Linked DNA regions of Canis lupus: region 1 is linked to region 2. A link is a contact called in public Hi-C data. All regions are on one chromosome and are shown on one strand. Each heading gives the region's core, a stretch centred on a gene start, on an enhancer-like site or on the middle of the called end of the contact. The rest is flanking DNA. Distances are from core to core; before and after follow the strand shown.

Region 1 (5,742 bases), core at 2,713-5,212, 340 kb after region 2:
CAATTTTCAACTGCACCCCATCCCTCACATAGCGCAAGGGTCAACTATATTCAGAAACAGCAGCCAAGGGGCAGGCTAGGTACATATATATCCTAACATGGTTGCAGGACTCCTGGAAAAGCTCCAGGTTTCTTATGTAATTATGACCCTAAAGGAGGCTAAGGGAGATAAAAATCCAACAGAGATAGGGTCTTCTTGTGTTTCATCACAGCATTAATTTCAAAGCCCTCCTTCCAATTTTATCCCAGGAAAATGTCTCTAATGCATGAACACTTCCTACCCCACCACTATTCCTTAGATTTTCTTTAAATTCAAGGTCACTTTTTCTTCCTTTCTTTTCCTTTTTTGAAGATTGTATTTATTTATTCATGAGAGAGACAGAGAGAGAGAAAGGCAGAGACATAGGCAGAGGGAGTAGCAGGCTCCCTGCAGGGAGTCCACAATCCTGGGGTCTGGGACTCCAGGATCACGCCCTGAGCCTAAGGCAGATGCTCAACCACTGAGTCACCCAGGGAGGTGTCCCTCCCTCTTCCTTACTTTCTTAAAAATTAACAAATACCTATTATAAAGTATTTATATATACATTTATTTCAGCCCTAAAGAATAGTCACTATGCACTTAAGTTAACTTACTGGTCTATGTGCTGTGACTTGGGCTTGCCAATTACTATACATGAAGCCAGCTAATGAACAACGTATTTCAAAGGAAATAAGTTACAGAACTGGGATATCTTCCCCCTTTCTTTTCTTTCTTTTTTTTTTTTTTTTTTTAAGATTTTATTTATTTATTCATAGAGACAGACAGAGAGAGAGAGAGAGAGAGAGGCAGAGACACAGGCAGAGGGAGAAGCAGGCTCCATGCAGGGAACCCGACGTGGGACCTGATCCTGGGTCTCCAGGATAACACCTCAGGCTGCAGGCGGTGCTAAACCGCTGTGCCACGGGGGGCTGCCCTCTTCCCCCTTTCAAAGAGTTAATTCATTCATCAGAAAATGACATAACCCATTTAGAAAGTACTTTGGCAAAATACATTCTGTTCATAACCTTTGGCAAAACATACTATGGGGTGTCTATCTTTTAAAAAAAATTCAACTGATTGATACTTTCTTTTGTATCACAGGGGGTTTCTAGAAGTCCTCAGCAGTTTAATGTCCCATCTAAATATTAATTGGTAAAGTGGCAGGATGATAATATGTGTCTCCTAGAGAGCACAATATCACTTCCAGGAAATGGAATTCTTCCCCCAAAATGCACAATCTGAATTACGAGAACTCAGAGAAAATCAAATTGAGGGATAGTCAACAGAATAATAGGCTAGTGCTCTTGAAAAAAGTGGCAAAATCACAAAAGGGAAAGCAGTTAAAAATTGATCCAGAATAAAGGAGAATAAGGAGACAGGACAATGAAAAGTGTGATCCTGGGTTGAATTCTGGACCAGAATTAGGATATAGTGGTACTATCGATGAATAAATTCTACAGGTTATACAGTTTTATTTCAACAATTATTTCACAAAAAATTGATAATTATACTGTGGTTATATAGGAGATGTTAACATTTAGGGAATCAGGTAAAGGATATATGGGAAATACTCATATATTTTTCCAATTTTTTCCCAAGTTTGAAATTATTTCAAAATGAGAAGTTAAAAAAGACAACTAGTTAAAATTTAATTACCATATGTAAAAAAAGGTTATTTTCTCTTTGGGTTAATATGTTATATAAAATATGTTTTGGGCAGCCCCGGTGGCTCAGAGGTTTAGCACCACCTTCAGCCAGGGGCGTGATCCTGGAGACCCGAGATCGAGTCCTACATCGGGCTCCCTGCATGGAGCCTGCTTCTCCCTCTGCTTGTGTCTCTGCCTCTTGCTCTCTCTGTCTCTCATCAATCAATAAATAAAATCTTTAAAATATATGTTTTAAAGAAAAATCTTAAAAAAAAAATCTTTTTTAATAGTATTTCTAGAACAATGACAATACCAGTGATTTTGTTCTCCATCCTCATATACTTTTTGTGCTCAATTGTGTTTTTCAAATTTCCTTACTGGATTGGTAAGTGCTGATGCATTTATAAACAAAAATACAAGGGTTAGAAAGGAGGTTCTTACTTTTTCTTAGAGTATTCCACCAATAGCGCCAAATTTAATTTCCATTAAGAAAAATATACATAAAATGTCATTAGCAAACAGTAAATAGCCCCCAGAATATCAAAGCAAATGAACCCCTAATGAGACTTTTATGGACTGCAATTTGAAAATATGCCTGGAGTATGTCTCCTTTGACTTGACCTCACCAAATATGTGAATGGGAAAGATCAAGCTCTCATAACCCATTCCTCTGTTTTAGACTGTACTACCATGGCCCTCTTCCATGAAAAGAAATGAAGAGAGGTTAACACACAGATAAATGGCTTTCATACAAATCATGCATGAAAAATTCCAGTGGTTAAAAGAGAAAAGGGGGCAGGAAGCTGAGGCACAAAGGCTTTCAAATGAGATTCTCATTATTTCCATTTAAGTATTAGAATCCTAAAATATAGTCTAAATTTGAAGCCATTGTTCTTAATGGAATTAAAGAGGTAATTTTTCCAGTTATCCCAACAATCCCCAATAACTCATACTTGTAGGAGAGTAAACATCATGTCTCAGTCTACAACTAAGGTGATACAGTAAGAGATAGAAAATATTATGTTTAGGGTATGACCTAATAGAAGTCACTGAACCTCTGAGCTTCAGTTTCTTACCTGTGAAAATAAAAAATCTAGGGTGGATGCTTCTTCAAGCCTGAAGTTCAATGATTCTATAAAGTTCAACTCCCAATTTATTATTATAAAACTTGCAACATTCTGAAGTCATTTTTAGCAATAACCTCAACAGGAAATTTAATTCCAATATTACAGCACATTGCGTAAAGTCAAATTTCTAGTCTTGCGAATTAAGCAAGAATAATTCTGTGCAGAGAATATTCCCAGAACTTTCACTTTACTCTGCAGAGCCACGGAGCCTTTTATCATTCCTAGATCTAAAAAAAGCAGGCTTTTTTGTTGCCAATAGGAGCCCATCAACTTGGAAATTAGTCTCTTGCTCCCCCTTGTGGCTGGAATGGACTTATTTCTTTGAACTGCAACTTAGTTGCTTCCAACCAACCAATTAGAAAAATGCTTCACCAAAAATGCTAATGAATCGGGCTGTTTCAAGAACTAATTTGCAGACATTTTGACTTAAACTCACCTTCCTATGCTTTATTGATCTACAAGAATAAAATTTTAGGTGTCCTATGAATAAGGTCATTTAGTATGAAAAAACAGAGCTACTTAACTTTCAAGGATGGGATCAGAGAGAATTCTAATCAATGAATTCTAATCAATCACTTAACTGAATACATTTTCTATTAATAAATAAATGGCAAATCCTCACCATTTAACTTCTATAAAGTCAACAACTGAATTAGAGAAAACCACGATATATTAACCTTGGTGTTTAAGGAATATTAAAAATCAAAAACGTAATCCTAATTCCTGCTGACAGCTATAGTAGTTGCTCCCTGAAGTTTTCTCCCAAAATGAATCAAAAAACATCTGCAGAAAATGCTGACAGCCTGGTGTTCTAGAACATTTTGTATGCATTTCTGAAAAATCAGCTGGTTGAAAGGACTCACAGTTAAGTGGGATGAGGAATTGCTAAGTTAAATCAGGTTCAGAGGAACGTCTGGGTGGCTCAGTGGTTGAGCGTCTACCCTTTGGCTCAGGGTGTGATCCTGGAGTCCTGTGATCTGGAGTCCCGGGACCAAGTGCCATTATCGGGCTTCCTGAATGGAGCCTGCTTCTCCCTATGCCTGTCTGTGTCTCTGTGTCTCATGAATAAATAAAATTAAAAAAAAAAAAAAAAAGTAAATGGTAGGAGAATTTACAGAGCACTAGGTGTTAACTGCTAAAATTGTTCTGACATGCTTAGGGGCTTTCCTCTTCCTCCTCTGACGCAGAACCCTTTTTAGAGTTGGCATCAACCGTGACCTGGGCTGGTCGCTAACCAAGTATTTCCACCACAAAACACTTGTTTAAAATGCCTCATTTTTCATAGTTTTTTAATTTGCACATGCACACTCTATATTATTATGAACTTCCTAGTGGGACTAGATATTATCCGTTGCTTTTTTAAAAAAGGTGAAGTCTTTCACATTCAACCAACATGAAGTCTTTGTTATTTGTGGTTGTGTTCATTTTCTTAAGTTGTCAAGATTTTTTTAAGAAAAGGGGCTTTTGGGCAGCCCAGGTGGCTCAGCGGTTTAGTGCCACCTTCAGCCCAGGATGTGAGTCTCCCAGGTCGGGCTCCCTGCATGGAGCCTGCTTCTCCCTCTGCCTTTGCGCCTCTTTCTCTCTCTGTCTCTAATAAATAAATAAAATCTTTAAAGGGGGGGGGGCTTTTAATATTTATTATACTTTTTAATAGCACAGGGAGCTTATAAAATAAACATTAAATATAAGAAGTTTAAGCAGTTAATCAAAATTCTTATATTTAACCTCAAAATTAATTAAACAACACTGAAGTGACCATCAGAGATACAAAAAAAGGTTAAGCAGTATATTTGTTATTTAATATCACCATGGGTGTGTATTCAGTCAGTAATTCTCAAAACATCCTCAAGGTAGATCCTCACTGCCATTTTGAAGATGGGGAAATAAAGCTAGAGATGGAATAACTAGCTCAAAGTCATAAAATGAATAAAAATTTCAAACTCCAAAAGTTTGCACAGCTTGTGCTAGATTCTACCATACCTTTAAAAGGTAGTACATATTTTAGTTTCCTTTATTTTTATTTTTTTTAAAGATTTTATTTATTCATTCATAGACACAGAGAGAGAGAGGCAGAGGGAGAAGCAGGGAGCCCGATGTGGGACTTGATCCTGGGTCTCCAGGATCACACCCCAGGCTGCAGGCGGTGCCAAACCGCTGCACCACCAGGGCTGCCCCAGTTTCCTTTATTTTTAGAAAAATTACACGATTATTCTTCAAGTCTTATCCCTTTGATCCAATTACTTTGCCTGATAAGCCTATCAAATAAAAACAACCAAAGGGGAAACTGAAAAGTAGTCCTCAATATATCACTATTTCTAAACATCTTCCAAACACCTTAGTAAAGTACTCAAATTACTGAATTGAGAACTTGTTAAGTATATTAGAGCCTTCCTATACATAATACTGCCCTCAACTGTCAATTCCATAGAACTGCATTTTAAAAATAATGCATTTGGAGGTAAGATTTTAATGTCCCTGGGTTAAATGTGGTCCAAGCAGGTCTACGTTCTAAACTCTGGGCAATGGTGTTTATTATGTTTTCAGAAGCAAAAAAAAATATGAGCAGACAAGTTCATCAGTCTTGGATCAGCATGCAGGTGTTTTTCAGAAAAGCATTTGTAGGGCAGCCCGGGTGGCTCAGTGGTTTAGCGCCGCCCTCAGCCCAGAGCGTGATCCTGGAGTCCCACGATTGAGTCCCGCATTGGGCTCCCTGCATGGAGCCTGCTTCTCCCTCTGCCTGTGTCTCTGCCTCTCTCTCTCTGTCTCTCATGAATAAATAAGTAAAATCTTTTAAAAAACAATTCAAGTAAATGAAATCCCAATACAAGAAAAATTGAACACTCCTTGCAAATTAAATTCAATTGAGTCTTTCCTATATTAAAATAAATAAATCAACAAGCGTATCTACCTGCAGGTCAACCCAGTGAGCAAAGTCTTCTTTTATTTTGTTT
Region 2 (6,324 bases), core at 787-3,286:
CCTTCCACCCACTCCCCTCCTTATTCAGAGAAAAAGCCAAGATCTTTATAGGACCAGTTAGCTCTCAGACCCCATCCTGCCCTCCCTTACTCCATTCAAATGCACCCGCCTTCTTGCTGGTCCTCCAGTAAGGCTGGAAATCTCTGGTATACTCCTCCCCTAGGCAGCCCCATGGTTGTTGTGTTTGTTTTGTTCAAGAATCTTCCTCATTTTTAAATTGTATCTGCTTCTTATTTTAAAACTGCACCTGCTTCTTCCTATCCCCCTCAGCTGCTTTATTTTTCTTCTTAGCAACAGTTACCTTCTGACTGGATATATTTTAATTTTCTCAAATTATTTTGTTTATTGTACCCACTCTCACTTCCTCCAGTGGAAAGTAAGCTCCATGAAGACAAAGACACGTTTTTTGTTTTTTTTGTTTTGTTTTGTTTTGTTTTTTTCAGGCTTCCATCCCCAGTGTGTAGAACAATGTCCAGCCATGGAAGGCACTCAATATACATTTGCTACAAGAATACTGAATATGCAAACTTTTAAATCCTGATAAGGCTAAGAGATTTGAGAGACTACAGTATCCAATCTCCCTCCTTAAGGGAAATAGGACTTCACTTCTGACGTTCATGGAACTGTGGAAATTCTTTATCCTTCCTAGTAAGTGACTCCATATGCTCTAAGCAACATGCCAAAAATCTTCAGGCTCTCCAATATCCTTCCTATATCCAGGGAGGTATTAACTTAGGGTCATCAAAAAATCTTCATTTTCCTTCAGCACTACTGTCCTAACATTGCAAAGGCAAAGTGAACTCACTAAAAACGGTATCAAAGCACAAGTAATGAAGAAAAGTAATGAAGCTTGTAAACAGCCAAATGAACCCACGTCTATTTCACATCAAAGTGCATGGATAGCGGTGAGGGCTTCGACCAAGCTTAACTTATTATCCACTACAATCTTCAAAGAGCAAACATTTTTCTCATTAAACTCCTTAAAAACCAAAAAGGAGTTGGGATAGGGCTTTTGCAGATAGCCACGAAAATTAAGGCTGCGAGAAGTCCGTTCAGGCTACGAATCAAATTAAACAAACACGCAAGCAAATCCCTCTGGAACATGCTTGGACAGGGAACAGAAGCAAGGACGCTGGAGAACGGCAGGGGAGGCTCGGCTCAACCCAGCTCTCCCTCTGCTGGCTGCCCGACCCTCGGCAAGTTTGCTCAGACTCTCCGGGCTCAGTTTCCTCATCTGTAAAATGGAAACGGTACCTCACGGGGCTGCTGCGAGGATTGATCAGAGGGATTAGGTATTCCAACACGGAGCACCACGCCGGACACTTAGTGAGCACGGAGATGGGGACGACCGGCATTCCCGTACCACCGCTCCTACGGTGCTGAAGCGGGGCGCTCCTCCCTAGCACCTCACCGTCTTAAACACCGCGCACCAGCACTAGCAGCAGTGCGTCTTTTACCTACGGTCAGCAGCCAAGTTTAAAGAATACGCGTCCCTTTCCCTCCAGGCAGAGCACGGACCGGAAACCCGGAGGCTAAACACCCGCCTCCCGGCCTCGTCGCCGCCTCCACACGCCGAGCCGCGCACCCTCCGCACCCTCCTCTCGCCCGCCGCCTGCTGCCGCGTTCCCGCCGCGCCCCGGGCCCGCGACGCCCGCAGCCTCTCCCCGCGACAGCACGAGAGCCCTGGCCGGCCTCGCCCCGGCCCTCACGAGCGGCACAGCCCGGGCCGCCCGCCGGACCCGCGACGCCCGCTCGGGCTCCCTCAGGGCCGCCGCGTAGGGGCGAGGGCACCCGGGCACCCGGGCAGCCTCGCGCCCGCCCCCGGCCCCGGCCCCGGCCCCGGCCCGGGGCTCTCCGGGGAGGTGTCGCTGGCTCGGCCCTGGGGCCGCCCACGGGCCCCGGCCCACGTACCTGCGACCCCGCGGAGCGGCGGCGGCGGCGGCGGCGGCTGCAGGTGGAGAGGAGGAGAGGGGCGGGCCATAGAGACAGGCCGGGCTGCCCCGGGGCTAGAGCGGCCTCACGCCGCGCCGGACGGTGCGCCCCCTGCAGGCGGGAGGCCCGCGCGGCGACTCGGCTTCCCCAGAACCGGACGCTCCGCTCCGAAGGCGCCTGCTCGAATTCGGGAAAGGACGGAGCCTGCGCGTGGGCAGAAGACAATGACAGCCTAGGAAGAAGTTTTTCCAGCCTGAGTTCAGGAGCATTTTGCACTATTCACGTCCTTTTTCTAAATATTTAACATCCCAACCCCTCAGCTAAATGAAGGCTTCAAAGCAAGGATACTTTTATTAAAAGCTGTAAGCATCCATAGTCACCGACCTCTAGGTAAGGCTAATAACTCAGATGGATATATTCATAATAGCAACTGACTGCCATAATCCTAAAAATATGACGCTTTTTTTGTGTCAAAAATTGTTTGAATATTTACATCCTACTTTTTAGGATTCCTGGACTAAATGCAAGATGTATACAGCCAAATCTCACTGAAAATGTGGTGGATAGCAGGGTGGTGGAAGTTCATTTATACATATACAACATTTAAGTTTCCCAGCTCTGTTCCTACAGACTTCCTCTGCAAAGTGATTATCCCTTCTCTGAATTCTAGCACCACTTGCCCAACCAGGCCACCTTCTGGGATCTCATGTCCATCCACTCAAGAGCTATTATTATTCAGTCTAACAGTGTGTTCTTGGTAAAGTCATGTAAATGTTTAGGATCATTGTCAAATTTGAGAGAATCTCTTTCAAATTTCTTTCATATAAGAATTATGATTTCAGGGGGTGCCTGGGTGGCTCAGTCAATAGAGCATCTGACTCTTGACCTCAGGGTCATGAGTTAAAGCCCCACATTGGGCATGGAGCCCACTTTTTAAAAAATTATGGGGGATCCCTGGATGGCTCAGCGGTTTAGTGCCTGCCTTGGGCCCAGGGTGTGGTCCTGGAGTCCTGGGATGGAGTCCCACATTGGGCTCCCTGAATGGAGCCTGCTTCTCTCTCTGCCTATGTCTCTGCCTCTCTCTCTCTCTCTCTCCTCTCTCTCTCTCTCTGTGTCTCTCATGAATAAATAAAATCTTAAAACAAAAATAAAAAAATTATGACTTCAGGGCATTTCACATTTTCATGTGCAGTCACTAATCGTAAGTATTAATTACTATTTGAATGGATGACATTTATTAACCAATTTGTCATGGATGTCTTCCTTGTGGTTTGGGTTGAGTTTATAATATCTTCATTGATGCCCATAAATTTTGTCAAATCTACAAAGAATTTAAACCTTTTCCCAATATGTTCATAGGATGCACTTCTCTTCATTAATTGGCTTACTGAACAATCTGAGAGCGTATTTATTACTTCTATTCAAATATATTTCTTCCCCTCTATGAGTTATGCTTTTGTTTGATCTGAAAAAATGCAGGGACTGTGCAGACAGCTTTTTTTCTCAGGTGAGATTAAGGGAGTGAAATGCGCACTATTCATGTCCTGTGAATCCTCCACGGCACCACATGTGGGGACTATAGCACATCACTCTGGTCACTAGGAGTGTTCAGAGAAGCCTTTCCTCCACTTTGACAATAACTTAATGCTGCATGTGACCATAAACCACATGGACAATCCCATTAAATGCAAAACAGAGTATCCCCAACTGCATTTCTGCTTAGCAAGAGCCCCAAAATATCTATATTCACTCCAGTGCTACTCAAGAGAGAAGAGAGCCTTGGGAAGTCCGGGTAGAAATAGACAGCAGTCTTCATTGTAATTAAACTATATTAATTTTGCAAACTTTACAGAAACTTTTGACTGTGTGAACCTATTTCCAGAGTTCCTTCCAGGGTCTTGGAAGGAACCTGTACAAGGGAGGGTGGGGCTGTATTAGTTCTCTATTGTCACTGTAACAAATTATCACAAACTTAATGACTAATTCATCATCTTACAGTTCAGGAGGTCAGAAGTCCAAAATCAGTTTCACTGGGCCAAAATCAAAGTGTAGGCAGGGCTGCATTCCTTCTGGAGGCTCTAGAGAGGATCCATTTCCTTACCCTCTCCAGCTTCTAGAGGCTGCCCATATTCTGTGGCTCGTGGCCCCTTCCTCCATCCTCAAAACCAGCCATGTAGCATCATTTCTCCTTCTGACCTCTGCTTCTACTCTTGTATCTTCTCTAACTTTGACCTTCCTGCCTCATTATTAGGACTTATTATTAGGCTTACACTGGGCACACCCTGATAATCCAAAATTTCTCCACCTCAAGGTCTTTAACTTAATCACATCTACAAAGTCTTTTTTTCCCATTGCAAGGTAACATGGTTTCTGGGGATTAGGTCATGGACATCTTTGAGGATGTTATTCAGACCCCTACAGGGTCCTGAAGCTCAAATTCTATTCCCTTCATGTAAATCTGCCTGTTCTTCCTCAATGCCAGAATCTATTTGGTCCTGAGTTCTGATTGTGAGACTTCCATTGGGGAAGAGTACCTGTAATTACAACTGGACCAAGTGTTATGAAGGAAGAGAGAAGAGATGCTATATACAGGCAAATAATATGGGACCTAATTTATGTGGAAAGGCAGCACAATGCCTTTGAAGAAGTGATAATGCATTTGAGACACAAAAGATGAGAAAGAGTTAATTATGCAATGAACAAGGGGAGTGTTTTAGAACAGAGGATAGTATGTATAGCCTGGGAATGGTGATGTCAGAAGGTCAACATGAAGGTGCCTGGCTGGTTAAATCAGCAGAGCATGCGACTCTTGATCTCAAGGTCATGAATTCAAGGACCACATTGGGCTTGGAGCCTACTTAAGAAGGAGAAGGAGGAGGGGGAGGGGGAGGAAGGGGAAGAGGTGGTGAGCATGGCCCAGTTGTGTCCCACCATTGAATCCTTAACACTACCACAATGAATGGCATGTAGTAGGTGCTCAAGAATATAGCTTAGTGGTTGTCAGTCCTGGCCACACGTTATAGTCACCACAGGGGCCTAAAAATACCAACACCCAGGTCCCAGTCAAAACCAAATAAGAATTGTTTTGAAGTATGGCCCCAGCATCCATACTTTTAAAAGCTGCTCTGGGACAGCCTGGGTGGCTCAGCAGTTTAGCGCTGCCTTCGGCCCTGGGTGTGGTCCTGGAGGCCCTGGATCAAGTCCCACATCAAGCTCCCTGCATGGAATGGAGCCTGCTTCTAGCTCCGCCTGTGTCTCTGCCTCTCTCTCTGTCTCTCATGAATAAATAAATAAAATCTTAAAAAAAAAAAAAAAAGCTGCTTGGAGAATTCCAATATGTAGCCAAAGTGCAAGGCTGAGAATCACTGTGTCAGATACAACTGAGCAAGTGAATGGATGAATGCATGATAGAAAACACTAGCTTGGGATAGGATTTTCCTTTAGGCGGTTTTCTTCTGGATAGGGGAAAAAGAGTTTGGGCTAGGCTGATTAGACATTACTATACCATCTTAGAAAATGCAGAAAGGGCTTTCAAAGGCAGAATTGAATACTTATCAGAAGGGACTCAGAGTGACCTAGCAATCATCCCATTATAACCAACTGTCCCTGCAGAAAAGAGATGTGTTGAAATGGGAAAATGATTTTAAAATATACCATACTAGAATGCCTGGGTGGCTCAGTTGGTTAAGTGACTCTTGATTTTGGCTCAGGTCATGATCTCAGGGTAGGCCATGGAGCCTACTTAAGATTCTCTCTCTCCCTCTTCCTCTCCTTCTTCCTCTCCCTCTCTAAACAACAACAGGGCAGCCCTGGTGGCTCAGCGGTTTAGTGCCGCCTTCAGCCCAGGGCCTGATCCTAGAAACCTGGGATTGAGACCGACGTTGGGCTCCCTGCATGGAGCCTGCTTCTCCCTCTGCCTGTGTCTCTGCCTCTCTCTCTCTGTCTCTCATGAATAAATAAATAAAATCTTTAAAAAAAAAACAACAATAACAAAACCAAAAAATACCATACCAAGGAAGAGGAATTTCTACTTGTTTTTGAGCTTAACTACTAGGTTAGTTTTTTGTAGTTCTAAAGAATGACCATCAGAGGGAGACATGCTCCTGAAAGTGTTGCTTTCAGGAGCGTCCCATCTCTCACACCAGGCAAAGAAGAGTCCGGTGTTTTTAACAGCATCGTGGATTCCCAAGCCTTAACCAACAAACGAGTAAGTCGCAGGATATAAGACAAGTAGAGCATATATATGTACACTAGAGTTAGATTTATTTCAGTTCCCCAACAGTTTAAACATTTAAACCACCAGAAAAAAAGTGAAGTGTGTACGTGTGCCAGGCATTGTATGTGCAACACTGAGGGAAAAAAATGGAGTCTAGGAGGATAATCTGTTCAGCA

The links. A called contact is a pair of places that touch in the nucleus more often than the background predicts.
Region 1: a contact with region 2 is called in a Hi-C map of blood, with 4 times the contacts expected there. The contact joins the enhancer-like site here to the promoter of ANKRD46 in region 2. A contact is called at or near these places in 2 of 9 Hi-C or Micro-C datasets (amygdala and blood).

Annotation. Positions count from the first base shown.
Region 1 is chr13:2,875,714-2,881,455 of UU_Cfam_GSD_1.0, forward strand. All of the region lies in intron 3 of YWHAZ (14-3-3 protein zeta/delta), which reads right to left. Among named protein-coding and RNA genes, the nearest start is that of YWHAZ, 16 kb to the right of the region's middle. Within about 2 kb of position 3,963, at least 3 of the 20 cell types and tissues checked have an H3K27ac peak or open chromatin away from gene starts, as enhancers often do. A contact at or near this core is called in blood, where this site is marked.
Region 2 is chr13:2,539,843-2,546,166 of UU_Cfam_GSD_1.0, forward strand. ANKRD46 (ankyrin repeat domain-containing protein 46) reads right to left here and starts at 2,037. Exons shown (of 5, transcript XM_038555201.1): 1 at 1,912-2,037.